Linked DNA regions of Mus musculus: regions 2, 3, 4, 5, 6 and 7 are each linked to region 1. The links are chromatin contacts, called in public Hi-C, HiCAR-type and promoter capture Hi-C maps. All regions are on one chromosome and are shown on one strand. The core of a region is the stretch at or near the end of the contact, and the rest is flanking DNA. Distances in the headings are between cores, read along the strand shown. Region 1 holds the start of Cog2 (component of oligomeric golgi complex 2). Region 2 holds the start of Acta1 (actin, alpha 1, skeletal muscle). Region 3 holds the start of Rhou (ras homolog family member U). Region 4 overlaps Nup133 (nucleoporin 133). Region 5 holds the start of Nup133 (nucleoporin 133). Region 6 holds the start of Rab4a (RAB4A, member RAS oncogene family). Region 7 holds the start of 4732419C18Rik (RIKEN cDNA 4732419C18 gene).

Region 1 (3,661 bases), core at 630-3,129:
TCTGATATCCCATCCTTGTTAAAACAAAACAAAATAAAACAAAAAAAACAAAACTATGCCACTGAAAAATATGTTGAATAAAATACAAATGTACACATAAAATTTGGATAACAGGCACTCCTCCTGTCCTTTCTGCCACGAAACTAACTCATAAAACACTTCTTTGAAGGAAGCACAAATAATAAAGGGCCTTAATTTCTGGCTCCACCTAGAAAAACCAACATCACACACAATGGCTGTTCCATGTTGTTTCCTCTTCAATGGAAATGGCCACATCAGCAGAACTACAAACTGCGTGGCACACTCAGAGAGCTGACTGCATCAAAGAGCGTGGAGCAGTCCGGCCATTCCGTCCCAGGTTTGCTGATGTTGTCTCACTAACTACTCACATTGTGTGCCATCTCCTCACAGGCATCGCATCCAACAGAGGTATCACCTCAGTGTGAGTGAGGGAGACACAGGCAATGCCCAACCCTGAGGCAATGGCCCAGAACAGCTGCTGGCACAAGGCCTGCAGGAGGCCTGAGTTAAATGGTGAACAGTGAACACAGTAAGTTTTCTCACCTAAAGTAAAAACAGGCCACGATCCCCGGGCAAGCTTTCTTCCTCCAGACTCTTGTCCCTGTCATGTACCTTTGGCTCTTTTTTTTTAACCCTCTTTCCAAGGTATCCATAAGTCACAGGATGTAACAGGGGCTTTCTGAATCATTATTTCAAGCATCCCATTTGAACCTCATTTATTGGAGATGGCTCAGCAGTTAAGAGTGCTTACTACTTTAACAGAGGACCAGGGTTTGGCTCCCAGCACCCACAGGGCAGCTCACAAGCACCTGTAACTCCAGTTCTAGGGAACCCCACAGTCTTCTGGCCTCTGAGGGCTTCTGCACACACTGTGCACATAAACTCAGGAAGGCAGACACATACACACAAAAAAGCCTTTCACACATGGAAACCTACGTGGGCACAGTACAGAAGTCACATATAAATTAAAATCCAAACACCAAAACCTCAGCGCTTTCTTTGGCCATGTCAACTAAATGCAAATACCAGAACAGAGATAGGCCAATTAAGTCAGAGGGAAAAATTCGATTGTGAAAGGGGAGCAGGGTGCACACATGCAAACACAACACACACACACATACACACACACTCTATACAGTAAGACTTGGACTCGTTTGCTTAGTATTTTATGTGCCAAAGAGACAGAAAGAAATTCCTAACCTCGGAACCAGCTTTGAAATGGTCCCTCAAATCGCAACTATTAAATGGCACAAACTTTTAGCTCACAGTTGCCATTTCTGCCCTTAAGACAGGAGGATCGAGACCCGTCCGGGCTACAACTCAAAACCCTCCCTGTCTCGAGAAAGAAAGCGGGTGTAAATATGTTTGGGGTTGTTTTAAGTGACAACAGCGGAGAGGTACAACTAACAGGCTCAAAGCCTGCGCCGTTCGGAGGCTGTGCCTGCTCGGTGAAATGTTATCAGCCAAGTGTTTTCGGTTTAGATTTGTAAGCAGGGCCGCTGGGTTGCAGCGTGGCGAGGCTGTCAGGTTCCCACTTCTTAATGTCAGAGCGTTTTCAGCCTGGACACCCCTGCCACCTTCCATCCCACGTCCCTGACACCCGCCGGAGCCTCTGGGAACCACCGGGCCTCAGCGTCCGGCCAACTCAGCGGCGATCTGCCGGGTGCCCTCACCTTCATGAACTCGTCCTTATCGAAGCACAGCGTGTCCGGCCCCGTAGGCAGGTTCATCCTGCGTTTCTCCATCACGCCGGCCGCCGCCCCTCAAGGCCAAGACCGCAGGGGACGCGGCAGCCCAGCCCACCCCCAGCGTCCCAGCTCCACTTCCGCTTCCGCCAGTATGGCAGCAGCGAGCGACAGCCAATAGACGAGCGTCGCGGGCGGCTGCGCACTGTTGGTGATAAGAGCGGCGCCCTCGAGCCGGAAGCTCCCAGCCTGGCGCTACTGCCTCCGGGAGTCGAGCGTGGTACTGCAGCCTCACGCATGCACCGAGGCAGCTGGCCTGGGAGAAAAGTCAAGAACCAGGACAGCCTTGTTCTTTTCTCCTGGTGAGGAGAGAAAACGTCACTGCCCTTAAAGATGGTCAGAGGAAAGTGATCCCTTTGTATTTCAGTTTAGACCAAACAGGACACCATCCCTCTAACTGAATGTTGGGGTAAAATTCAGAGACCCTATCGCCTGAGCATGTGCTGGATAGGCTGGACTGCAGCCGATGTCCCTAACATGTTGGTTTGTGTGTAGCAAAGAAGTCTTGCTTTCTTGTTAATATTTTATTCTTATTACCAAATCTTTCACCCTCACAAGTTTAGGCAACGTGAACTCGCCATACGCTGACCATGCTCTAGTAACCCCCAGCCTGTCTCCAGGTCCTCTTTACCCAGGCTACCACCACCATCATAGCTGTCATGGGAAGATATTGTTAGAACACTTCACCAACACCTTATTTAGCGATTCCTCCTGTAAAAGATCAAACAAAGCCCTTCTTGCCAACTCAAAGTATTATCCTCGAACCTAACAAAGCGAACAGTTCTCTGCTGTTATTATTAGTCTGAGAGATGTGGCATTCAGCCTCTCGCTATAATTTCAGAGTGGCAAATTGGAGGTACCAAGGGAGGGACCCGAGGTGCTCGCCAAGAGAGAAACAAAGACTCCTGGGAAACCTGCCTGATTCCTAGAAGCTTGGGGCTAGAACTTGCTGTTCCCTTCTGATATTTTCCTCCATCCTTTATCAAAGAACCTGACTGTGTTCAGCCTAGTGTGCTAACCCTGGAATTGCTGCAAAGATTCAGTGGTGTACTGGCTGGCTTTGCGTGTCAAATTGACACAAGCTAGAGTCATCAGAGAGAAGAGAGTCTCAGCTGAGGAAATGCCTCCATGAGATCCAGCTGTAAGGCATTTTCTCAATTAGTGCTCTGTGAGGGAGGACCCAGCCCACTGTGGGTGGGGCCATCCCTGAGCTGGTGGTCCTGGGTTCATTAAGAAATCAGGCTGAGCAAGCCATGGGAAGCAAGCTAACAAGCAGCACCCTCCATGGTTTCTGTATCAGCTCCTGTTCTAGGTTCCTGCCCTGCTTGAGTTGCTGTCCTGACTTCCTCCAATGATGAACTGTGATCTGAAAGTGTAAGCCAGATAAACCTTTTCCTCCTCAACTTGCTTTTTGATCATTGTGTTTTGTTGAAGCCATAGAAACCCTAACTAAGACATGGTGTTTTGTTGCAGCCATAGTTAGCCTGGTACCCTAACTGAGACAAATTGGTACCGGGAATGGGGTATTGCTGTGACAGACCTGACTTCAGTGATGTTTTGGGGAGGATTGTGGGAGGACTTTGGAACTTTGTGCTAGAAGAATCATTGAATATTAAGAGCTCAGTGGAATGTTCTGTAGACGCTTGGAAGATAAGAATGGTGAAAGCAGGCAGAAGATGGAGGGGTCTGGCTGGTGAAGTTTCAGAAGGAAGTTTAAAGACTATCAGGGCTGTTGGCGACTTTGATTTAAGTCTATGGTTCTGGTTAGCTAGGGCTGAAGAATCAGCTATGATTAATAAGATACCAGAACTACCGAAGTGAAACCTTTCTGACTGGGACTATTGATGCTGGTTATCTGGAGTTAAGAAATCAGTGATGATTAAGAAGAGACCAGT
Region 2 (3,427 bases), core at 518-3,017, 630 kb after region 1:
CTGCGTTCAAGGTCCACTTTATGCTGTCACGCAAAGCTGAGAAATCTGCATAGTGGGATAAGCAAGAGCTTTCGAGAGTCTGGGGCGGTATGTACAGCCCGGCCCGATGAGGTCCAGTCACCTGGACAATTCTCCCTACATCCATGCCCCAAATGTAAGCACCCCCAAAGCTGACCATAGTCTGCATTTGCTGCTTGCTTCTTTTTAACAGTTCCAGGTCCTGGCCCAGGGCACAGGCAAAGCCACAGAGCTGATGCCCGTTAGGCAGTGCAGCTCAGGTTTAGGAAGAGCTGTGTGGGATCCTGAAATCGCTTCATGGAGCCTCTGCTCTCAGAGGCTCTGCACCTGTCCCAGCTGCTAAGTTCCACTCCAAATGGGAACAGCTATTTTGGGAGCGCTTAAGCCATCAGAAAAGTGAATGGCTCCATGGTGGCTTGGCTCTGATGCACACCCCTCAAAGCATGTCGCCTGTTTGGTCACAGAACACTTTTCCTTTGGGCTTTCTTATCCCTCTCCCTGCCCAAATTGAGACAGGCGCCAAGAGATGACCTCTACTCACCCCCATCCCAGCTTCCATAAGTTGCTCCTTCTAGAAACCCAAAAGCAGATTCCCATCTATCAGCGGTATAAATAGAACCCACACAAGCCTGGCAGGTGGTGGCCCCAAGGTGCATGGGAAGCAGCCGGGCTGACGGGCATCATCCTCTAAATATAAAGATGAGTCTGCCTGGGAGGGGCCGCTCCTGGGCACCAGTGTAAGGTCTTAGTGCTCCTTAGAAGGTATATCTTCATCAGCACCTCTCTCTGCCTCAGCCCCCTCTAGGTCCCAACAGTTCCAGGTATGATCCTTCTTTCAGACCCAGGGGAGGGAAGCTTAGTGCCACCAAAGAAGGGGTAGCATTTGCTCAGCCTAGCCAACTCGATGACGGTCAATCCCGAGTTTGGGATTTACACACACACACACACACACACACACACACACACACACACACACACTGACCCTTCCATTCCTTTCAAGAGTACACTGCAGAATGCAGGGACAGCTCTAATGCCCTGGCCTCCCATTCTGTGTGCCAGGGCCACATAGTCCCCATGCCTCCTCTCACTACCTCCTCCCCCTCTTCCACCAGTTGTCTGCCCAGTGACAGCTGCATATCCTACACTGACTGACAGCCTTGTGGGGGTGAATGGGGGTGATGTGTGTCAGATCTCTGGATTGGGGGAGCTTCAAAGTGGGAAAGAAAATGGAGTTCAAATGTGGGGCTTATTTTCCATCCCTACCTGGAGCCCATGACTCCTCCCGGCTCACCTGACCACAGGGCTACCTCCCCTGAGCTTAAGCATCAAGGCTTAGTAGTCTGAGTTAAGAACCCATAAATGGGGTGCATTGTGGCAGGTCAGCAATCGTGTGTCCAGGTGGGCAGAACTGGGGAGACCTTTCAAACAGGTAAATCTTGGGAAGTACAGACCAGCAGTCTGCAAAGCAGTGACCTTTGGCCCAGCACAGCCCTTCCGTGAGCCTTGGAGCCAGTTGGGAGGGGCAGACAGCTGGGGATACTCTCCATATACGGCCTGGTCCGGTCCTAGCTACCTGGGCCAGGGCCAGTCCTCTCCTTCTTTGGTCAGTGCAGGAGACCCGGGCGGGGACCCAGGCTGAGAACCAGCCGAAGGAAGGGACTCTAGTGCCCGACACCCAAATATGGCTTGGGAAGGGCAGCAACATTCCTTCGGGGCGGTGTGGGGAGAGCTCCCGGGACTATATAAAAACCTGTGCAAGGGGACAGGCGGTCACACGGACGTGAAGCCTCACTTCCTACCCTCGGCACCCAGGGCCAGAGTCAGAGCAGCAGGTAGGGTGGAGGTGGGGAGGGTGACCTGGAGACCCAGCAAAGAAAGCTATTGAGCCTTGGGCTTGTATTTAGCACTGAGTTCTGGAAATTTCTCCAAACTCACATCCAGCCCATTTGGGCTGCTGACTGGGCATTTAGGATATGCCTGGGGGTCTGACATCTATCCATTACCACCCGCAGACTCCTCCCTCCCCTCTTACTGGGGACTAAATCCAAGTCCTGCAAGTGAACAAGCCGGTGCTCTCCTACTGAGCCACACGCCAGCCTCTGGTTGGTTGAGATTTCTTTCCGGCTTTTCATTCCCCTTTCCCCTCTTTCTCTGCTGGGATCAAATCTGGGCTCTTGTGATGCAAGAGGTTGGCTGGATCTCCCACTGAGCTACACCCCAGCTCCTGGGAGACTGATTTGAAGATGAGCTTGGAGAGAGTCAAGCCTGGCCTTAGCCTTGGGGCGACTCCCTTTGAGATCAAGGCTTTTCTAAAGGGCAGCAACCCTGGCTACTCTTCTCTGAAATGGGAGACAGGTGGAAGGGTTTCTTCTGAGTTTGGGATGCTGTGAGTGTTCAACAGCTTTTCCATAGTTGTGACAATATCGCCCTTCCCCGGGCAGAATCCTCGACCCTCTCACAGGACAGGCAGGTGGTGGGCAGCGTGCCTTAATACCTCCTTCACAGATGAGATTGTGAGCAGAGAGGATAGGACTAGTGCTAGCTGTGGTGTGTGTGGTGGCCTACAATGAATGTAGAGGGTCTCAGGATATCCCCTGCATGCCTAGTTGGAGGACTTAGTGTGATCCACAGACAGCTCCCCCATAGCGAAAGCACAGCCTTAAGCTGGAAGAGCATCCTCTGACCCCCGTGCAAGGAAGGGGAAGGGGGAAAGGAGTTTTTGGATCTCCAAAGTGAAGATGGGTTAAGCGGAGCCTCACCCTAACCCCCCCCCCCCATCACATATACACAGCACTCAACACCTTGTCTTTGCAGAAACTAGACACCATGTGCGACGAAGACGAGACCACCGCTCTTGTGTGTGACAACGGCTCTGGCCTGGTGAAAGCTGGCTTTGCCGGGGATGATGCCCCCAGGGCTGTGTTCCCATCCATCGTGGGCCGACCCCGTCACCAGGTCAGGCTGCTGGCAGGGAAAGATAGGCTCTCTGAATCCAGCCAATGTTCTCCTCACCCCTGGCTGTAGTAACAAGTGTCTGATGTCTCTATCTGCAGGGTGTCATGGTAGGTATGGGTCAGAAGGACTCCTACGTGGGTGATGAGGCCCAGAGCAAGCGAGGTATCCTGACCCTGAAGTACCCCATTGAACATGGCATCATCACCAACTGGGACGACATGGAGAAGATCTGGCACCACACCTTCTACAATGAGCTGCGTGTGGCCCCTGAGGAGCACCCGACTCTGCTCACCGAGGCCCCCCTGAACCCCAAAGCTAACCGGGAGAAGATGACTCAAATCATGTTTGAGACCTTCAACGTGCCTGCCATGTATGTGGCTATCCAGGCGGTGCTGTCCCTCTATGCTTCCGGCCGTACCACCGGTAAGCGCTCACACATGGCCCACACATGGCC
Region 3 (3,745 bases), core at 242-2,741, 870 kb after region 1:
GTTCCTGCTCTGGGTTCTCTTAGTGAACTAAGGACTTGGCTACGCCCAGAAACCCATGGAAGTGTACAAATGTTCCAAGGTGGGGGGCTCCCTCCACCACAGAGCATGAAGCAGCAAAGCCCTGACCTCCAGAAGGTGCCCCGGAAGGCTTGTTTTCCTTTCAAGCCTGGAAGATTAATTTTCCTGTCACCCTTGTTTCAAAGAGCCTAGAAACAACACAAGGTGGGAAACCAACTCTGCACTTTTAAATCAGTGGACAACCTCATAGATAATCCTGTTTTCTCTTGGGAAAAAAAAATCTCCCTGCTTCAGGGTTTATCATAAAACTCCAGCAGTTTTGAGAACTTGTGCAAACACAGGCGGCCTATCACCCGTGCGTGTGTGGAAATGGGCACTTCTCTCTGTCAGTTCAAAAAGAGGATTAAGAAAAGCTGGCAGAGAGAAGCCACACAGATTTTCCCCCAGGGTCCAGAGATAGGGTGAGAGCAAGGACCCCCCATCCAGTAAAGACTCGGAGGTTTCAGCTTATATTAGGCAATTTGTCTCCTTCTGATAGCATTTCTGGTTGTTTATAAATGTTTATGCTAGTGAGCGGTGGAGGGGGCACCATGCACTTCTGTTTTATCCATAGGGTCTCTGAAATTAGAGACTGGCCACGGAGACTGGAAGTCGGAGGTAAATTTTTTAGGAGGAAGATTTTTCACACTAGCTTAATGTGATTTTTTTTTTGTAACTTTTTCTTAAATTCCTGAAAGACTTTTTAAAAAATCAAGAGAAATGATTGCTTTACTTTTGTTATCTTTGTGTGATCCACGAACCCACCCACCCTTGAGAACTTGCTGTAACTAAACGCCAAGCTGGAGGGACTGGGCCAACCGTCAGAAACCGAGACAGCGCAGGCGGGGCGCAGGCCAGGCAGGCGCTGGGCTCAGAAGAAAGGAACGTTCTCGCAAGCCCCAGCCCTCCTTGGTGCGCCTGGCCGGCTCACACACGGGAGCAATCCGGGTTGCTCCAGGCGAAGATCCGCTGGAAGTGAGCCGCCCCGGAGGGCGCAGGTGGGAAGGCCACCTGAGCTGCAGCTCGCTCCGGAATCCCGGAGCCAGACCGGTCGGACACCCCGCTGCCACCTCGCCGAGCCGCTGCCCCGAGACCCGCGCCGCCCCGCGCCTCCCAGCCCGAGGCCGCGCCCCGCCCGGCGCTCACCCGAGAAGTTGTCGAAGGCCGTAGGGATGTACTCGGTGGGGTAGCCGTTAGTGGTGTAGCTGACCACCAGGCTGGTCTTGCCCACCGCGCCGTCGCCGACCAGCACGCACTTGACGCCGCGTCCCTCGGCGCCGCCCGCGCGCCCCCGACCCCCGGACACCCCGGGCCCGCGCGCCCCGCGCCCCCCGCGCTCTCGGCGAGGCGGTACCGGCGGCGCCGCCGGCGGCTCGCAGCGGGCGGGCAGCGCCGGCCGGCCTTGCTGCGGGGCCATCGCGGGGCGGCGGCCGCGAGACCAGCTGCCACCGGCGGACAAAGGCGGCGCACGGTCCGCACTCGGCTGGGCGTCTGTGCCCGCGCGGCCGCGATGTGGCCGAGCCTGCTCCGCCAGGCTTCCCTGCGACACCGGCGGGCGGGGAAAGAGGCGGGTCCGGCGGCTCCTTCTTCTATCCGAGACCACAGCGCCCCCGTCTGCGCGCCGCGCTGGTGAACTACGCCGGCGCCTCGAAACGGTGCGGCTGGACTAGCTGGCTCCACCACGCCAACCCACGCGGACCCCGAGCTACCCCTGGCCCCTGCTGTGGGCTTCTCATCCCCCCACCCCCCTTTCCCGGCTCCTTCCCAAGCTTCCTTTCCTCCTCTTGCTCTCCAGTTCCTCCTGCCCTGCCCCCTCCTCCCCATCCTTCTGTTCCCCCTTCCCTCCCGGCTCTTTCTCTTCCCTCTCCTCCTTCTCCCTCCTTAGGTCGCCCCCTATTCTCTTTCTACTCCACAACCTCCTTTCCGCGGTCTCCCTCTCACCATGATCACCCTGCTTCTTCCACTCTTCCTGTTCCTCCAGCTGCCCTTGCTCCTCCACACAAGTGTCTTGGTTTGGAGGGGGAGAGTGCTGTGGGGCCTGCCTGCTTTTGCAGTCCCTCAGGAGAGATTATTGTCTTGATAGCCAGTCCTGATGAGTAGGACTTAAGTTTGATTGCAGACAAATGTATGATTTTTCTGTTAAAAATCATTGATTCTCATTTGGATGCAGGATACCACCCTTTGTTAGCGCTCCCTCTCTTTGGCATGCTGTGACCTTGTGTGTATTCATGGTCCAGCAAATTTCCTTACAGTCTTTAGTTAAGTGCAATTTTGGCTGCCGTAGTATTATCTGAAAAGCTAATTGTCTGTTCATTTTGTGCTGCCCTTTCTCTGCCTGGTCACTAATGCTTCTGATTTGCTTCTGGTGTAAGAAGAGCTGTGTGCTGTTAATATTAATATTATTTTGCTGGTGGTAAAGACAAGAGCTAGGGGCCGAGAGAAAGGGAGAGTGGTTAAGAGCACCGGCTGCTCTTCCAGAGGTCCTGAGTTCAATTCCCAGCAACCACATGGTGACTCACGACCATCTGTAATGGGATCTGGTGCCCTCTTGTGGTGTGTCTTAAGACAGCCAGTGTATTCATATAAATAAAATAAATAAATCTTAAAAAAAAAAAGACAAGAGCTAGTTAAATACTGAGCCTTTGTTATGTCCCAGATGTTGTTGTAACCATTCTGTCAAAACGAATTCCTTTAATATTAGCATTACTTATACCCATTTTACAGCCAGGACAACCTGAAGTACAGAGATGCTAAGTGACAGGTTTGAGTTCCATAAAGGAAATGACAGCGTCCTACCTGGGATCCTATATGCAACCATGCAGTGTGGCAAGTGAGACTTGCAAAGATGATGTGGCCGCAGAGATACAGAAGTGGGCCTGTCAAGAGGTAATTTCTTCAATCCCGAATGGGTGGCAGACTCACCCGTCATTCAGGGCCTTAGTGCTGTCAGCCTTTAAAGCTGCAATGCAAGCTGTTTTCGGGATGAAACCCTAGGACCTGACCAAAAATGACCTTGAGCACCTGGGAAATCAAAAGTCTCCCACACAGGATCTGAAGAACAGGAACGGGCTGTCTTGGAAATGGACTAAAAACCTGGTACACTCTCTCCTGCAGTGAAACAGAGCAGAGCAGCAAAAAGACTGGCAACTCCCAAGTTAGGACCGTTCGGCTCTCTTTTGCCCTTGGGCCACCTGAATTCCTGTGCTCTGTCTGATCAAGTAGGTAGATTTGTGTGTGCCTTCTGTCTCCTTGATGGTTGACACTACAATAACTTTTTGCAAAACCATTGCTACAGTATTGGTTTCTATATATGTCTGGCGCAAGCCTTTGCTTAGTGTTACTGCTAAGACCTGACAAAGTGGGCACATGATACTTTGTTTCTGTAGATGTTGCAAACTGTTTCTACTTTAATCATTGTGGATTGGGGCCATTATCCATTTTATCTATAACTTCCCAACATATGGAGAGTGGCCTTGAAGTAGCTGTGAATATTTTGGGAAGCAAGCCAAGAAAAATAAGGCTAGAGAGACATTTTGTTTGTGTTTAATGGGACATAGAGCCAAAGGAAGGGAGATTAGGGAGGAGGCATGGGAGCACTTTGCATGGTGGTGGTGGTGGGGGCGGGGGTGGTCAACGGAAGCCAAGAGCCTATGCTGCTGGCATGAACTGGAGCCTCTCCTGCTGGTGT
Region 4 (3,734 bases), core at 166-2,665, 600 kb after region 1:
AGAAATTCTTGGTATTCAGAAGTGAACACCTCCCCTCCCCCGCTGTCCCAGGTGACAACCCACTTAGGCTGCTCTGCATTCCTAGTTACCAGAAAGTGTGTCAGATGCAAATCTCTCTCCACACCAAGGTCTGCTTCCGAGATGTCTGCTGAGCCTTGCACGGGACTTGGGACGTTTCCTTGCTGCTTTCTTGGAGCCAAGTCGTACAGTGACTAACCCAGGGCACAGTGTCAAGAATACTAGGTTTTTCTCTGAATTTAAAAGCTCTTTTGACACAGAGTCTCACTTTGTAGTCTAAGATGTCCCAGAACTCACTATAGCCTGGTCTAGCCTTGTTATCTCCTGCTCCCACTTTACCAAGAGGTCAGATGACTGATGTGAGCCACCGTGAATTATGTATCCAGTTGTGCAGCTCTTTGAGTGACATATGTAACTCTTGTTAAGGATTGGTGCTCTGCTCCTTTTAGCTCCTCCCAGCTTGTTTCTTTCTGTCTGCTACTGTTCTGAAAATGGTTTTGTGTCTACATTTTGCTGCTGTGTTCTGACAGAGGCCCCTGGGCTGAGCAACACCTCACTGATCATTTTGCACCAGCTGGAGGACAAGATGAAAGCTCACTGCCTCTTGGTGGACTTCCTTCACCAAGTAAGCCTCAGCACTGGGTTAGGGGGTGGGCTGTCACTCTAGCCCTCTTTCTGGGTATCTTTGAGGGCCTTGGCACACGTGGATGTCAGAGGACAGCTCTCGGGTGTTTCTTTCTCTCTGGTGATCAGATGGTCCCTTTACCCACTGAGCTAGCTCACCGCCCGAGACCAGGGATTTGTAAAAATCAGAATCTCATACAAACGTTTTTGATGCTTTTGTGTAAAAACATGGATTTTTGTACACTGATTCTGTATTGTCAGGAGGACCTTGACTGTGTGCTGAGAGCTGATGACAAGTGTGGACACACCCGCTCATCAGAAGCCACAGGCAGCCAGGGTTTGGGCACACAGTGACTTGGAGGACATAATGGAGGCTCAGCTGCCAACAGCTCTAGTTGTGTGTGCAGACCCAACACTGCTGTCTCTTGTGTTTGCATTCTCTTCTGTGGCTTGTAGGGGTTTTTTGTTTTGTTTTTTGAAAACAAGATCTTGCTGTGTAAACCTAGCTGACCTAAAATTCACTATATTGATCAGGCTGGCCTAGAGATCACCTACCTCTGCCTCCCAAGTGGTAGGTTAAAGGAGTGAGCCATCAGGCCCAGCTCATCTCCATAGCTTTGTCTCTGAGCAGGAAGCATTTGCTGTCACAGCCAGGACACACGTACAACCCAGCTCAGTACTTCTGTATTTGAGGCCTCTCTTTGATTGTGAATGGGGTGGGAAGTGATCTGGCACTGTGGCTGTGGTCCCTGGTGTGTACTGGGATGATCTTAGCACACAGCTGCCGCTTTACTCTGTGCTCCCCAAGCACTCCCTGTGGACGGCTCTCACAGGAGAACTGCGCTTTTAACTTACTTAAAGAGTGGGAAAATGAGTCAAATCATGTAACGGTACTTTTATTTTAAGAATCATCAGCCAGCCATGGTAGAAGCTTTAATTTTCCTACTCAGGGACAAAGGCAGGCAGATCTTTGAGTTCAAAGCCAACCTGGTCTACACAGTGAGTTCTGTCTCAAAATAAAAAGAAAAAAAGAGGAAAAAGAAAAAGCCATGAAATGAGCAAGTAGAATGGAGACGATGGCCACCGCGAAACACCCCGCTGCTGAAGTTGTCTGTCATGTGAGAAGTCAAGGCACAGCCTCACGAGTGGCATGAGCCCTGTGTTTTGGGGGACTTACAGTTTGCTTGAGAGGGGTTATTTTGTTTGTTTTGGAGGTTAGGGTTTCATGTAGCCTGGAATATGTAACCAGAGCCAGCTTTGAACTCCTGATCTGACATTTACTGCCTGAGCCATCTTGCTGCACCCCCACACGCCCCCTTTGTGTTTTTAAGAAGTTGCCTGCCGGGGTGTACAGAGACAGAGGTGAGGGAAGGAGAAATAAGGTCACTTGTTAATGAAGAAATGGTACTTAAGTGTGGAAAGCAGTCCATCATTGTTTCATGAGTTTTGGCTGCTTTCTAGTTCTTGTTATTGTAATATTTGATAAATAAACTAGATCCTGGCAACCAACCAGAAACAGGCACCCATACAGGAGACACTGCCTGCCCTTCATCTAAAGTCGTGGCTCTGGAAATCATTCCATAAGATGGTTGCTCCAAGTTTCCGTATCTCAACGCTCTGTAATCCAGGATAGTAATCCAGGTATAAATCAGAAAAGCCATGTGATCCTCATGCTGTCTAACTAGTGGTTTGAGACGTGTAGCAGCCATGGATAGAATCAGTATCCTGCACGGAGCACTGGGAGCAGTGTCACCCAGAGGTGGCCTATAGTGGGGAAGCTCCTTGGAGAATGTGGCCACATTCTCTGAGTGCCTTCTGAGAACAAGTGCTTGTTGTATTTTGTTTTTGTGAGGTCGGCTTGTTTAGACGTTTGAGCTCCTATCCAATCAGAGGGACACCCATGTCCACCCGACTGCTACTCTGTGAACATGCAGAAAAGCTGTCAGCTGCCATCACACTAAAAAACCACCACTCTCGACTGCCAGACCTGGTGAACTCAGCTATCCTGCTCGCCCTGAACAAGAGGGAGTGTGAGGTTCCCAACAGCCTGACTCCTGCCGATGTCTTCTTTCGAGAGGTCAGCTGCGCCCTAGTTCTTGTCTTCCTGTGTCTTGTGTCATCTTCCTGTGTCTTCTCTGAGCTGTGCCATGTGTGGACATCCCTGCTGGGGCAGGGTGTTAAAAGACCTCATTGACATGTTCGCTCGGGCTCCCTGCCTATGGATGCTGTTAGTTGTGTCCTCTTCACTGTGTGCCTTCCAAAAGGGAGAGACAGTTGACTGAGAAGGGGGCTCCCTCATGACTAGCACAGGAAGCTGTCCTTGCTCAGTAGGCTCTTGGGCCTCTAGCTTGCTCTGGGGTAAAGAGTTGAGGCACTGTGCACATAGCAGGTTGGAGCAGCTACTCTTTTGTGTGTGTGTGTGTGTGTGTGTGTGTGTGTGTGTGTGTGTTTACACATGTGTGGGTTTTTATGCCACATATAGCCCATATGGAGGTCAGAGAACAACTTTGAGTTCTCTCCTTTTATCATATGGTTCCCAGGAGTCAAACTTGTCAAACAGCATGGCAGCAGACAACTTGACCTGTTAAGTTGTCTCACTGGCCCAAGACCAAGCATCTCTGCAGCTGACTACAGCCCAGTGACCATCCCTTCCCCTCACCCTGCTTTCTGGAGTGGTGCTTTATCCTGTCTGCTTGCATATAACAGCAGCATATCCCTAAAGGGTGCTAAGAATGTTAAGAGGTGGTTGCTCAGCTCAGCTCAGCTCAGAGGAACATGTTTGATTTGGCAGCCTTTGTAGACAAAGGTCAGGAGCCTGCTGGGAGCCGAGCCCCACCTTGGCATTGACTCAGTTTGGGAAGAGCCCGGGACCACTCAGGCTTCATAAAGTAGCACTGACCACTCTGACAGCTGAGTGGCACAGCAGAGGGCTGGGTCTGCACCACTGGACACTGGTGAGAGCATGGAGCCTTCATTGGCTTTTGTTAGACATTCATCCTTGATGTCTGCTGGGAATGTGTGTCAGATCCCCCACCCCAAATACCTCCCCCAAATCTAAAAGTCCTGTATATAAAATGACCAAGAGCTATACC
Region 5 (3,529 bases), core at 292-2,791, 570 kb after region 1:
GGATTTCTGAGTTTGAGGCCAGCCTGGTCTACAAAGTGAGTTCCAGGACAGCCAGGGCTACACAGAGAAACCCTGTCTCGGAAAACCAAACCAAACCAAAACAAAAAAGAAACCGAAATTCTCCTACACTGCACTTTGCAAGAATTAAAGGCTCCATTACGCATGCGCACGTTTCTCCTGGACTGTGGACTGGAAAGCTGCTTTCTCTCATCCTTAGGGCAGAGATGACTCCTCCCTTCCATGTTCTCTCTCCCCCTACCCCCTCCCACTGTATTTACTTCTGATATGCCTAACAACCTTGTGTCCATAATGGTCTCTCAGGTAATTGGGTTTGTTTGTTGGCATTTGAGACAGTGTCTCATGTAGCCCAGGGTGGCTTTGAACAACTTCTGGTCCTACAGAGATTATAGGTGTGTGCAGCCACACCTGGCTCAAGTAGCTACTTCTAAATGCTTTTCTTTTTTTTTCCGAGTTCAATTCCCAGCACCCATGCTAGGTGGCGCACAACCCCCCTGTAACTAACTTCAGAGTCCAATGCCCTCCTTCTGGCTTTCTGAGCTCTTAAAAGATCAAAACTGCCCCAAGGAACTCGATGCCTCTATCAGCAGGAAGTAGTCTACGGATATCGAAGCCCCCTTTTCCTCTAGCCTTCTTTCTCCTACCTAGTGTTGGGGGGTTGAGAGGGAGACAAGTGGTAGAAATAGGAACCCATAAAGTGGTCAAAAGTCTGGCTACAATGTTGTCTAAGTGGGACACAATGAAAAAACCGAAAAGGAAAGGCCACCCGAAGTAACAAGGGACCTCACAAGTTCAGCAAGGGTCCCTGGGCAGTTATCAGCCCTGAATATTTACAAACTCTAGTACAGCCTCGGGCTAATCTCAGTTCACTGTTTAGTAATGTGGGGAGCAGAATGGAAAAGACACCCCCATACACACACTACGGTCTTCCGAAACAGCCGCAGAGGACTAACAGAACTGTGTGCACGCCTGCTATCGGCTTCTACTAGGGTCTGGAACTTCAGGGGCAGCGATGAGAGTGAACATGCCCGGGGACTGGGGGCACTGTCATTTCCGAATCTCCGGCAGTAGGACAGACCCATCAAAATGCAAGCTGTGCCTGGAAAGCAAAAAGCTGCAACCCGCTGCAGAGCCCAGACAATCGAACGAAGAACAAGCCTGAACCGATCTGAATTAGGTTGGGAAAAACTGTGAGCACACCACCGCCGCCCAGAGCGCGACTTCCTCAGCTCCGCCCACGGGCGCCTCCTTCCCCAGCCCACGCTCGCCGCGGAGGGTCAGCTCCAGCCGGAGACCGGCGCTTCTGGCAAGCTCTCGGTCCGGAGCACTGGATCCACCGCGGTGAATCGGGTCGCAGGACTCCAAATCGCCTGCCCCGCCCCTCCCCGGTACTGGATGTGACGTCAACAAAGCGCTCCCAGTTCCGACCTTGCCCCGAGTCTCGGCGCCGATCTTTGACGTCATTGCCATGCGCCTTCCCCTCCCTACTCGCTGAGCGCCCCCTTACGTCATCTCTAGGCGCCTTCCCGCCCCTCAGGTGTTCAAGCTCCGGGCGCGCGAGGTTCTCGCTATTAGCCCGCGAGTGCCGCTTCCTCCACGCTCTCTGCAAACATGTTTCCGAGCGTCTCCTCTCCGCGAACCCCAGGGCCGGGGACCCGACGCGGTCCGCTAGTCGGGATCGGGCCCACGTCCACGCCTAGAGCGAGCAGGAGGGGTCTGTCTCTGGGATCTGCGGTTAACTCGCCCGTGCTGTTCTCGCCCGCAGGCCGGCGCAGCTCGGTGAGCTCACGGTAAGTGGGGGTTCGGGGACCAGCGGGGTCCGCTCCACAGCGGGGAGGTGGAGCCTGGCAGTGGGGTAAGCTGCCGCAGAGTTCGAAAGTACTTCTGGTCATTCTCGCGTTTTATTGTCGCTGCTTAATGGTGGCCCTCGTTTTGCCCGTTCTCTGTTTAACTCTTTATTGGACCCATGGATTCACTCTGTCTCCGCGCTACAGAAAAGAATGAAAGAACCTTTTGAGCACTACGCTTGCAAGGTAGGAACATACTTCAGATTATTGTAAAGATTAAAAAGTCATTTCTTTATTATGTTGACACAGGTCAGTGTCGGGCTGCTGTTTGTTTAAAGTTGTGGTTTGACTCTGTGGCGTTTGACACGAGTAACATTTGGTCTGGTGTAGTCTTTTTGTGATATAGTGTAGGAATGCAGCCTGGAACTCAGTCCTGTCCACTTTGGGACAGCCCATGCTACGTACCCTAGGCTGACTTTGCTCAATCCACTTTTAAGATTCTTCTATTTCAAGCATGCAGTAGCTTGTCTGGCTACCATCATTTTGTTTAACACTTCCAGCTTTAAGTCAGGATCTCAGCATCTCAGGATTCAGTACACCTATCTGAGTCATGGTAAGAGCCTACAAACCTGGCAAAAATGTTTTCTCAGTGCCTAGCAAATGCTTATTACTACATACTGATTGGCAGTTAAAGGACTTGGGCCACAAAATGTGATGGTTGTGACTAGGTTACATAAAAGCACTTTGTGTGTGTGTGTGTGTGTGTGTGTGTGTGTGAGAGAGAGAGAGAGAGAGCGTGCTTCACTAAAGATGCTGGTGTGCTGCCAAGTCCACATGTATAGTAGAATTGTTACCCTCCTCAATGTAATTAACACGAAAATTCAGAATTGGGTTACCTTTTTCTAGAAGAATTTCTTCTGTTCATCTTTCAAAAGTGAATTTCTGGGATGGAAAGATGGCTCTGGGGATAAGAGCACTTGCTTTTCGATATCTATCTATCTATCATACAATCATATATATATATATACACATATATACACACACACACATATATGTATATATGATGGGTTAAAAAGATAGTAAGATGCATATATGTTCTGATACATCATTTTTGCTCAAAACAAACAAAAAAACCAGTAAATTAATCTCAAAAGTACCTGACAACTATTGCCTTAAAATTATTTTAAAAGGTATTGCTGGACATGGTAGTACACAACTTAAAATCCTAGCACATGGAAAGCTAAGGTAGGAGGACCCTGGATCAGAGCTAGTCTTGGCTATATAGTTCCAAAGCAACCAGAGACACACAGTGATGTGTGTGTGTGTGTGTGTGTGTGTGTGTGTGTGTATGTTTGTGTGTATGTTTGTGTGTGTGTGTGTGTGTGTGTGTGTATCTTAAGTGAATTTTTTTCTGCATGAAAACAGGAAATACTGAGTCTAACAGAGACTTATGATTAAAATGTATGAACCTACAAGTCTTGTGATAATTCAGAGAGTAACTGTGATGCTGAGAGCACACGTGGGACCCTTGTTTTTGTTTGCTTGTTTTTTGAGACAGGGTTCTGGAACTTACTGTGTAGACCAGGCTAACCTCAGGCAGATATCACAGAGATCTGCCTCCTCTCTGTGCCTGGCTTTCACTTTATTGTTTAAGAAGAACCCTTCACAGTACTGACCTCAGAGGCAGAGGTGTACTCACTTCTAATTTCTGAACTCAGATGACT
Region 6 (3,585 bases), core at 996-3,495, 710 kb after region 1:
CACGAGCACACATGCAAGCAAAACACCAATGCACATAAAATAAAAATAAGTAAGTGAATAAACAGACACACGCATTTTGTGTGTGGCTCCTGGTGTCTTGCACCTGCTTAGAGAAGCTCTCTGCCACTGAGTTTTATCTCCAGCCCCTGAAAGGACACTAACAGTCACAGCTTCATGATCAAAGTTTAATCAGTAGGGCTATGGTGAGCAAACCGTAATTAACTGTATCTGAGGTGAAGCAAGGTGTGTGTGTGTGTGCAGTCTTATATCTACCATTGCCTGAGAGAACCAAGGGATAAAGCTGCTTCCTGTGCTGTCCCCATGCCTCACTTGGCCACCACCTCGAGTGAGAAGCTTTCTTTGAGGACTCTACTCCCCCGCCCTGGGACTCCTTACCCGACTCAAAGAAAAGGATGACAATCAGCTACAGGGTGTATTTTGCTGGAGGGGTTTCTTACTGTGGCTTTCTGCAGAAGAAACACACACCACACAGAGGCATGTGTAGACCACCTGTGGCCCTGACAAAGCCAGTCACCCCCTGGAGAGTACCTTAAACTTACAGGGGCAGGCATTATGCTTCATGGCCACAGGAAGAGATGATTGCTGGTACCAGGAGAGAGTGGACCAGGCTGCTGTGTGCCTCATGACACACTTTCCAGCGTCCCACCCTCTCAAACTCCAAAGTTCTTCAACTGAGTCCTCACCCTTTGGATGCCCGGATGCCCGGATGCCCAATCCACACTCCCAGGCCTACATCCCAGGTCTGCCTGTCCACTTGCCCCTCTCTAACCCATCTAGGTCAGCTCTTTCTCACACAGCCATGCTGAATCCTTCAGAACCTGCTGCCTGGTTTTTAATTGTTTATCCATTAAGGTCACAGCTGAATTTAAAAATCCACTCCTCGTTGGACCGCAAACTCTTGGGGAAGTTTCCATGGCACTCGTACACCGAGTAGAGCCTTCCAGGCCAGACCCTGGCCCCACCCTGTGGCAGGAAGGAAGCAGGGGCACAAACTGCAGATAACCTGACAGATCGTCATGCTTTTCCGTGCGAGTCCCTCCTTCGGACGACGAGCACAGACCACGTCAAAGTTTCAAGTCTCGTGAGGGACTGGCAGGCACAGGCCAACCATACATAGTAGTGGTTGTTTATTCTTGCCTCGACTGGGGGAGGGGGAGCACCCAGCACGTGCATTGAGAATGGCTGGGTGCTGCAGGAGAAAAAAAGATGAAAAAATCATGTCTCCATATCCAAGGCCTGTGGTCATCAGAGGACCATATATTTGTATTTATAAAGGTAATATAATGCAACCATATCTGGAGGGGAGGACGGGAGGAGAGAGGGAGGGAGGGAAAATACACGAGGCCAGGGGTCTACAGAAAAGAGACAGCATTCATCCACTTAAAACTCATTATAATCTCAATGCAAAGAAAGGAATTCCAACACCCCCACCCCACCCTCCCGAGGCCCACAACCCTGCCCCTAGAGACACAAAACGCAGGCGTGGCCCTGAGCCTTCATCCCTGCGGTTGGTGCTGCAGGGAGGAGGACAAGAATCGACGACAAATTGGCTCCTGCAACCCTGAGAGATTTAAACAATCCAAGGAGGAAAATGTAGAGTGAAACCAGGGTCAAAGCGGGAGGGAACTTGGTAGAATCACAGCAGGGGGCACCTGCTGGCCAGAGAGTCCAGACCAGCGCCTGATACCCCTAGAGCCTCAAGATTCCAGCCTAGCCTGAAACACCCAGACATTCTCAAGTTCCAGCTCGACCTTGACACCCCAAGAATATCAGGATCCCTCCCAGCCGCTGACACTTTAGGATTCTCAGTGTCTCCACCTGGCTCCTAACACCCAGATTCTCAGGATCCCAGCTGCTGACATTACTAGGATCCCAAGCCAACCCTAAACCACCCAAGACTCTAAATATCTCTGCCTGGTTCCTGACACCGCGAGGTTTGCAGGATATCTCGATATTCTAGACACCGGCTCTGGAGACCCTGACCCCGGCCCCCAACATTCCGGGACCCCAAGGCCTGCCCCTCTAAACACGTACGCAAACCCGCGCGTCTTACCGTAAGTCTCGGACATGGCGGTCTGCGCCATTCTGCCGCCACAGCTCCGCGGGGTCCGTCCTCCAGTCTCCGCAGAGCGAGAGGAACCGAGCGTGGAGAGCCGGGAACGGGCCCACGGCGAGCCGGCCACCGGCTGCGGCCCAGCGGGACTCGGCTCCGCGTCTGCGCACCGCCGCCCGGCGAAGGAGCCCGGCGGAGCAGGGGGAGGGGCGGGGTCGCAGGAGGAAGGAGGAGCGGGGCTGGGGAAGGGGAGGAGGGAGGGCAAGAGAAATGGTTGGAGGCTCCTAGTTGGAGGAGGAGGTGAAGGCAAAGGAGGATGAAGGAGGGGACCAGGAAGGAGGGAGGGCGGGACTAGGGAGGGGGCGCCTGCGCCCGTAGATCCTCCCAGATGGCTTAGCAGTACAGACTCAGCCTTTCTTAAGAGTGACCTGCCAGGCTAGGGTGGACAGGAGGCCGCCCGAGGGCTTGTTTTGACAGAAAGGGGGTTCACTAGCAGAAAGCCACGCAGGTGTGTTTGGTCACCAGAACTCTCCTGCTCACCACGTTAGTGGGCAGAGCAGTGCTGCTTGGCTCTTACTGCAGGCTAATTTCGAAGGTGTGTTCGGTTAATGAAGCAATACAGGTCAGAACCTACCCCTTCCTCCGAGGAAAAGGGTTGGGACATTTATTGAAAGGCAAATTGGGGTCGGGAGTTTGACCCACCTGAGCAAACCGGGGCCTAAGTAAGATCCTGCCTTCTTCACAGCAGCAGATGCCTGGGCTGTGGGAAGCCTACCGTGTACCTTTAACCTCCGCTGTCAGGCTCTACCACGGGTCAGACATTCTCTCCTGCCTCCGTGCTGCCTGTCCTAATATTTCATTATTGTGCTTTATGACAGAAAATTAAGGAGATGTGGGAAGGGAAAGAAGCCCCCGCCCCCATCCCGTAATCTTGTTGAAGTCTCTTGCTGGCACAGCATGCAAAGTTTGCTGTTGAGATTGTCTACCATCGTGTCGCTTGCCTATAATCCCAGCATTCAGGAGGCATAGGCAGGGTTGTTTCAAGTTGAAGGCCTATCTGGGCTACACAGCAAGGAGGGAAAACAAAGATGATAGAGACACAACTCAAAAAAATATATAAGTAAATATATTTTAAAATAACAGGAGTGACTGCCTGAATAATTCATTTGATATAGAGATATTTCATATACGAATGTGAAAATAGCCCAGCAGTGGTAGTGCAAGTCTTTGATCCCAGCACTGGGGAGGCAGAGGCAGGTGGACCTCTGTGAGTTCGAGGCTAGCCTGATCTAGCCTGTCTCCAAAAAAAAAAAACAAAAGGAAAAAAAAAAAAGAAAGAATGTTAAAATAGGAAGGAACTGCGCTGAAGGCCTGAGAGTGTGCGACCTTTGAGCTCAGCTTTCTTTCCCAGATGCAAATCTGTAATGTTCTGAGTCACCCACAAACACGATTACATTCAAAGCACATGCATGGTAGCACGGGCCTTTAACTCCAGATCTCAGAAGGCAAGA
Region 7 (3,379 bases), core at 483-2,982, 770 kb after region 1:
ACCTGCTATGGGAAATCCTGGAGATTCCAGGTCATGATTCCACCCACCCGCCTGCCTGGTTGTGGACTGAGTGGAGCCAGCCGGCCCTTGGGGAGGAGGCTGTGTACACCGTGGTGCTTCTTGTTCCTGCTTCTGGAGTCTCAGGAAAAGGGGAGCTTCCAGCTCCTTCCCCGAGTCTTTTTTTCCTTAGTGTTTTGTGTCCAGGTAGCTACCCACTTCAGACAGCTACTTTATCTACTTTTACCCCATTTATTTATTTTATGTATGTGAGTACATTGAATTTTAGGGCCTTTGCTCCCTCTCGTCGGGCCCCCACTCGCTCAAAGCCAGATTTATTTATTATTATAATGTACACTGTAGCTGACTTCAGACACACCAGAAGAGGGCGTCAGATCTCATTGTGGATGGTTGTGAGCCACCATGTGGTTGCCGGGATTTGAACTCAGGACCTTAGGAAGAACAGTCAGTGCTCTTAACCGCTGAGCTATCTCGCCAGCCCAACATGCCAGTTTGGATAAACATACCAAGGGGTTCATTCCAGGGTTCCTGTGGGAAAGGCTCTGAAACTTTGATCCGTGTCTCAGAACAAAAGGAGTCATGCAGAAGGTAAAGAGCTGCAGCAAGATCTATGGCAGAGGGCTGTCTCAAATGCTCATGGCCCTCCTGTGGCTAGACTCCATCGGGGAGCAAAGAGCAACCAGAACCTGTCCTTCAACCTCAGGAGCCACCACCTGCTGCTTCTTACAGTCCTCTTGGAGTGTAGATTATCTTTCTCAGCCCCCTCAGCCCACAAAGAACAGACCTACAGTAGGGGAGCACCTGACCTCTGAGTCACACACAGACTTAGAAAGACTCGGCTGGTTTCCCTGCCCCACTTTGTCTTTGGGGCTGGTGGAGGAGACCTGGGCCCCGGTCATGGTGATTCATTTTGAGCTCCTTACCGGGCAGAGTGGCTCTCACAGTGACACAGGCTACAGGGTTGGCTTGGGATGGGCTGCAGTAGAAGGCCCTGCAGCATCTCTTCCTCGTCCCGTGGTGACTTACTCTACTAAAATCTTCTCTGAGGGCAGGGCCCGACCTAATTGTAAGTTGTCATGGAAGCATGTCAAGAGGAAGAGGAACAATGATCTGGTCCAGGCAGATGTGATGCTGAGGGAGTCACTGACATCACAGCCAAGGACCCCAGAGGGCTGAAAGCCTCGGGCACACTCAGCTGTGTCTCACTCCGTGGGAAACATTCCGCCCAGAGAAGAGGGTGTGGCCTCAGGTCCCCAGAAGCCCTTACCTGTCTGTCAACAGCGTCTCATCATCATATCCTCTGTGGGGTGTTTCTCATTCATTCATTCATTCATTCATTCATTCATTCATTCATTCTTCAGCAAATGATTGCTGAGAGCCTACCGTGTGGTGGCTGTTTTGCTCCGAGAGTAGACACACCGTCTGTGGTGGATTTGTATTGACGGACACTGTGGTAAACTGAGGCTGCACAGGAAGCCAGGTGAGGAATCCTTTTCGGGAGCTGACGCATACACTGGTCTGCACTTGATACAGATCTACACAAGAGATGGCGCGAGCAAAACGCCTTGGGGAGGTGAGAGTCTCGGTGAGGTTGGAGGACTGACCCGGAAGCTGTGTGTCAAGAGGGTGAAGGGCAGAGGGCGGCTACACAGGCCTGAGCTGCGGCTCGGTCTTTAACCACAGTGTGAAATCACTGGTGGATTAGGAACAGGAGAGAGGCTGATTTGCATATTAAAAAGATTGCCCAGCTGCTGGGTGAAGACTGCCTTTTAAAGGCGCAAAAAATAGAAATAGGAAGACCAGCTAGGGAGGGAGCGGCTCAGCAACGCAGACAGGAAATAATCACTGTTATTATCTGCAGTCCTCCAGAGGAGCTCACAGCAGGTAGGAACGCCGCGTGCTCGTTTGCGGAGTGAATTTTCGGAGTGAAAGGTACAAAAGCCTTTTCTGCCGTTCTGTCTTTGAAACTTCAGAGCAGCGCTGGGATGGATTAGGGTCGTGTTCTTGGGCTAAAATGAGTCTCCAAGGCACTGGTCCTAGGTAAGGTAAGGCTCTGTTGGGAGCTGAGAGCTTGCTTTTACTCTAGGCCTCCTGACCTATCTGGGCTCTGTCCATTCCTGGAACCCCCCTAGGCAAAGTTTCCCAGGCCAGAAGGAAAGAGTGCAGTGACAGAACTAGGTAGTCAAGGCCCAGAGTCCTGCTGACCAGAGCCTAGGTGCTAAGTTCTCCTGGTGCTATGCCTGTGTATGGAGAACACAGTATGATGTGGTCTGGCTTCCAAGAGCCTAAAATCTAACCAGAAACAAATGGGAGCCTCAATAAATAATTTAAGAACGTCTTGAAAATTAAAAGGCACACACACAAATAACTCTAGGAGGAAGCCAGGGTTTTTCCTCGGGACAAATGGGCCTGAATACTATTTTGAAGGCTGTGTTTTCACTTGGACCTTGATGGTCCCTGGGGCAGTTGCTGGCCTGCTAACAAGGTCACCCATATCATTTGATCCACGCTATACTGAAGCAGTCCTTACCCGCTGCCCGGCAAAGTCCTTCCATACTTAGTGTCTAATACAATGGCTGCTTTGTTGACCCCATGAGTTCTGTGCCTCAGGAATTTGGAAGGTCGGGAGTGGGGATGGCTGGGCTCTGACTCAGCATCAGCATGTGAAGCCTCAGTTTTGAATGCCACTGGCTAGGTGCCAGGACCCGAGACCCTCTGACAACTACATGCCAGGCGATCAGGCTGGGGAGATGCCAAGGCTGAGCTGAACCAGCTGCTCTTCAGTGTGTTTCTGTGGGGTCTCTCCATGGCCTGGGGTCGCCTCACAGCATCGGAGCTCCAGGAAGTTTTGCCTCAACCACATGAATCAGAGCTACTGAGACAGCAGAAGCCACTTGGCTTTTAGGTCCCACCTGAAGGCATCTCTACCTGTCGCTGCTGCAGCACAGCATAGCACAGTACACACTGGTGTGTGTGCACCCACATCAGGTGGCTTCCAGGGCCCTGCCACACACTGGAAGGAACGTCAGTGTTCACAGTCTAGTGAAAACCATGGGAAGGTTTAATGAAACCAGGAAATAAAACCTATGTTGGATGAGATGGCTCAGCGGTTAAGAGCACTGACTGCTCTTCCGAAGGTCCTGAGTTCGAATCCCAGCAACCACATGGTGGCTCACAATCATCCGTAATGAGATCTGACGCCCTCTTCTGGTGTGTCTGAAGACAGCTACAGTGTACTTGCATATAATAAATAAATAAATCTTAAAAAAAAAAAAGAAAAAAGAAAAAAGGCTCGTGTTGGATAGTTTATAGCTCTAAACCAGGGCCAGCAGCAATGTCTTTTGACAAGAAATGAATTTGA

Evidence for each region. Promoter capture Hi-C pulls out the DNA fragments that hold promoters and counts their contacts. A called contact is a pair of places that touch in the nucleus more often than the background predicts. HiCAR-type assays count read pairs that join an accessible place to other places.
Region 2: a contact with region 1 is called in a promoter capture Hi-C map of stem cell-derived epiblast-like cells, with 3 times the contacts expected there. The contact joins the promoter of Acta1 here to the promoter of Cog2 in region 1. A contact is called at or near these places in 12 of 39 promoter capture datasets (the 3T3-L1 cell line, 3T3-L1-derived adipocytes, the HPC-7 cell line and 8 more).
Region 3: a HiCAR-type map of astrocytes shows a contact between it and region 1, with 3 times the contacts expected there. The contact joins the promoter of Rhou here to the promoter of Cog2 in region 1. A contact is called at or near these places in 3 of 39 promoter capture datasets (liver and stem cell-derived epiblast-like cells) and 1 of 115 datasets of contacts at active chromatin or transcription factors (astrocytes).
Region 4: a contact with region 1 is called in a promoter capture Hi-C map of pre-B cells, with 3 times the contacts expected there. The contact joins the enhancer-like site here to the promoter of Cog2 in region 1. A contact is called at or near these places in 5 of 39 promoter capture datasets (the 3T3-L1 cell line, the C10 cell line, liver and 1 more), 1 of 484 Hi-C or Micro-C datasets (the G1E-ER4 cell line) and 2 of 115 datasets of contacts at active chromatin or transcription factors (astrocytes and large pre-B cells).
Region 5: a contact with region 1 is called in a promoter capture Hi-C map of liver, with 6 times the contacts expected there. The contact joins the promoter of Nup133 here to the promoter of Cog2 in region 1. A contact is called at or near these places in 10 of 39 promoter capture datasets (the 3T3-L1 cell line, 3T3-L1-derived adipocytes, cranial neural crest and 5 more), 9 of 484 Hi-C or Micro-C datasets (CD4 T cells, CD8 T cells, LSK cells and 6 more), 4 of 115 datasets of contacts at active chromatin or transcription factors (astrocytes, embryonic forebrain, neural tube and 1 more) and 2 of 9 other capture datasets (adipose tissue and liver).
Region 6: a promoter capture Hi-C map of liver shows a contact between it and region 1, with 3 times the contacts expected there. The contact joins the promoter of Rab4a here to the promoter of Cog2 in region 1. A contact is called at or near these places in 6 of 39 promoter capture datasets (the 3T3-L1 cell line, the C10 cell line, embryonic stem cells and 2 more) and 5 of 115 datasets of contacts at active chromatin or transcription factors (astrocytes, hepatocytes, large pre-B cells and 2 more).
Region 7: a contact with region 1 is called in a Hi-C map of bone marrow-derived macrophages, with 11 read pairs. The contact joins the promoter of 4732419C18Rik here to the promoter of Cog2 in region 1. A contact is called at or near these places in 1 of 39 promoter capture datasets (liver) and 1 of 484 Hi-C or Micro-C datasets (bone marrow-derived macrophages).

What each region holds. Positions count from the first base shown.
Region 1 is chr8:124,518,985-124,522,645 of GRCm38.p6, reverse strand. It overlaps Cog2 (component of oligomeric golgi complex 2), which reads right to left and starts at 1,879. Exons shown (of 18, transcript NM_029746.3): 1 at 1,695-1,879. The coding sequence starts at 1,766.
Region 2 is chr8:123,893,115-123,896,541 of GRCm38.p6, reverse strand. It overlaps Acta1 (actin, alpha 1, skeletal muscle), which reads left to right and starts at 1,767. Exons shown (of 7, transcript NM_009606.3): 1 at 1,767-1,850; 2 at 2,833-2,973; 3 at 3,072-3,396. The coding sequence starts at 2,845. It overlaps Gm29773 (a long non-coding RNA gene), which reads right to left and starts at 1,766. Exons shown (of 3, transcript XR_879336.3): 1 at 176-1,766; 2 at 1-45.
Region 3 is chr8:123,651,675-123,655,419 of GRCm38.p6, reverse strand. It overlaps Rhou (ras homolog family member U), which reads right to left and starts at 1,491. Exons shown (of 3, transcript NM_133955.4): 1 at 1,204-1,491. The coding sequence starts at 1,474. Gm35874 (a long non-coding RNA gene) reads left to right here and starts at 2,684. Exons shown (of 3, transcript XR_388157.3): 1 at 2,684-2,943; 2 at 3,172-3,275. It overlaps Gm35930 (a long non-coding RNA gene), which reads right to left. Exons shown (of 2, transcript XR_388158.1): 2 at 3,585-3,745.
Region 4 is chr8:123,917,757-123,921,490 of GRCm38.p6, reverse strand. It overlaps Nup133 (nucleoporin 133), which reads left to right. Exons shown (of 26, transcript NM_172288.2): 14 at 549-643; 15 at 2,495-2,719. Among named protein-coding and RNA genes, the nearest start is that of Gm29773, 25 kb to the right of the region's middle. Within about 2 kb of position 1,415, at least 1 of the 459 cell types and tissues checked has an H3K27ac peak or open chromatin away from gene starts, as enhancers often do. A contact at or near this core is called in pre-B cells, where this site is marked.
Region 5 is chr8:123,947,277-123,950,805 of GRCm38.p6, reverse strand. Nup133 (nucleoporin 133) reads left to right here and starts at 1,541. Exons shown (of 26, transcript NM_172288.2): 1 at 1,541-1,808. The coding sequence starts at 1,630.
Region 6 is chr8:123,804,656-123,808,240 of GRCm38.p6, reverse strand. Rab4a (RAB4A, member RAS oncogene family) reads right to left here and starts at 2,245. Exons shown (of 8, transcript NM_009003.3): 1 at 2,075-2,245. The coding sequence starts at 2,105.
Region 7 is chr8:123,752,581-123,755,959 of GRCm38.p6, reverse strand. It overlaps 4732419C18Rik (RIKEN cDNA 4732419C18 gene), which reads left to right and starts at 1,732. Exons shown (of 3, transcript NR_166622.1): 1 at 1,732-1,902.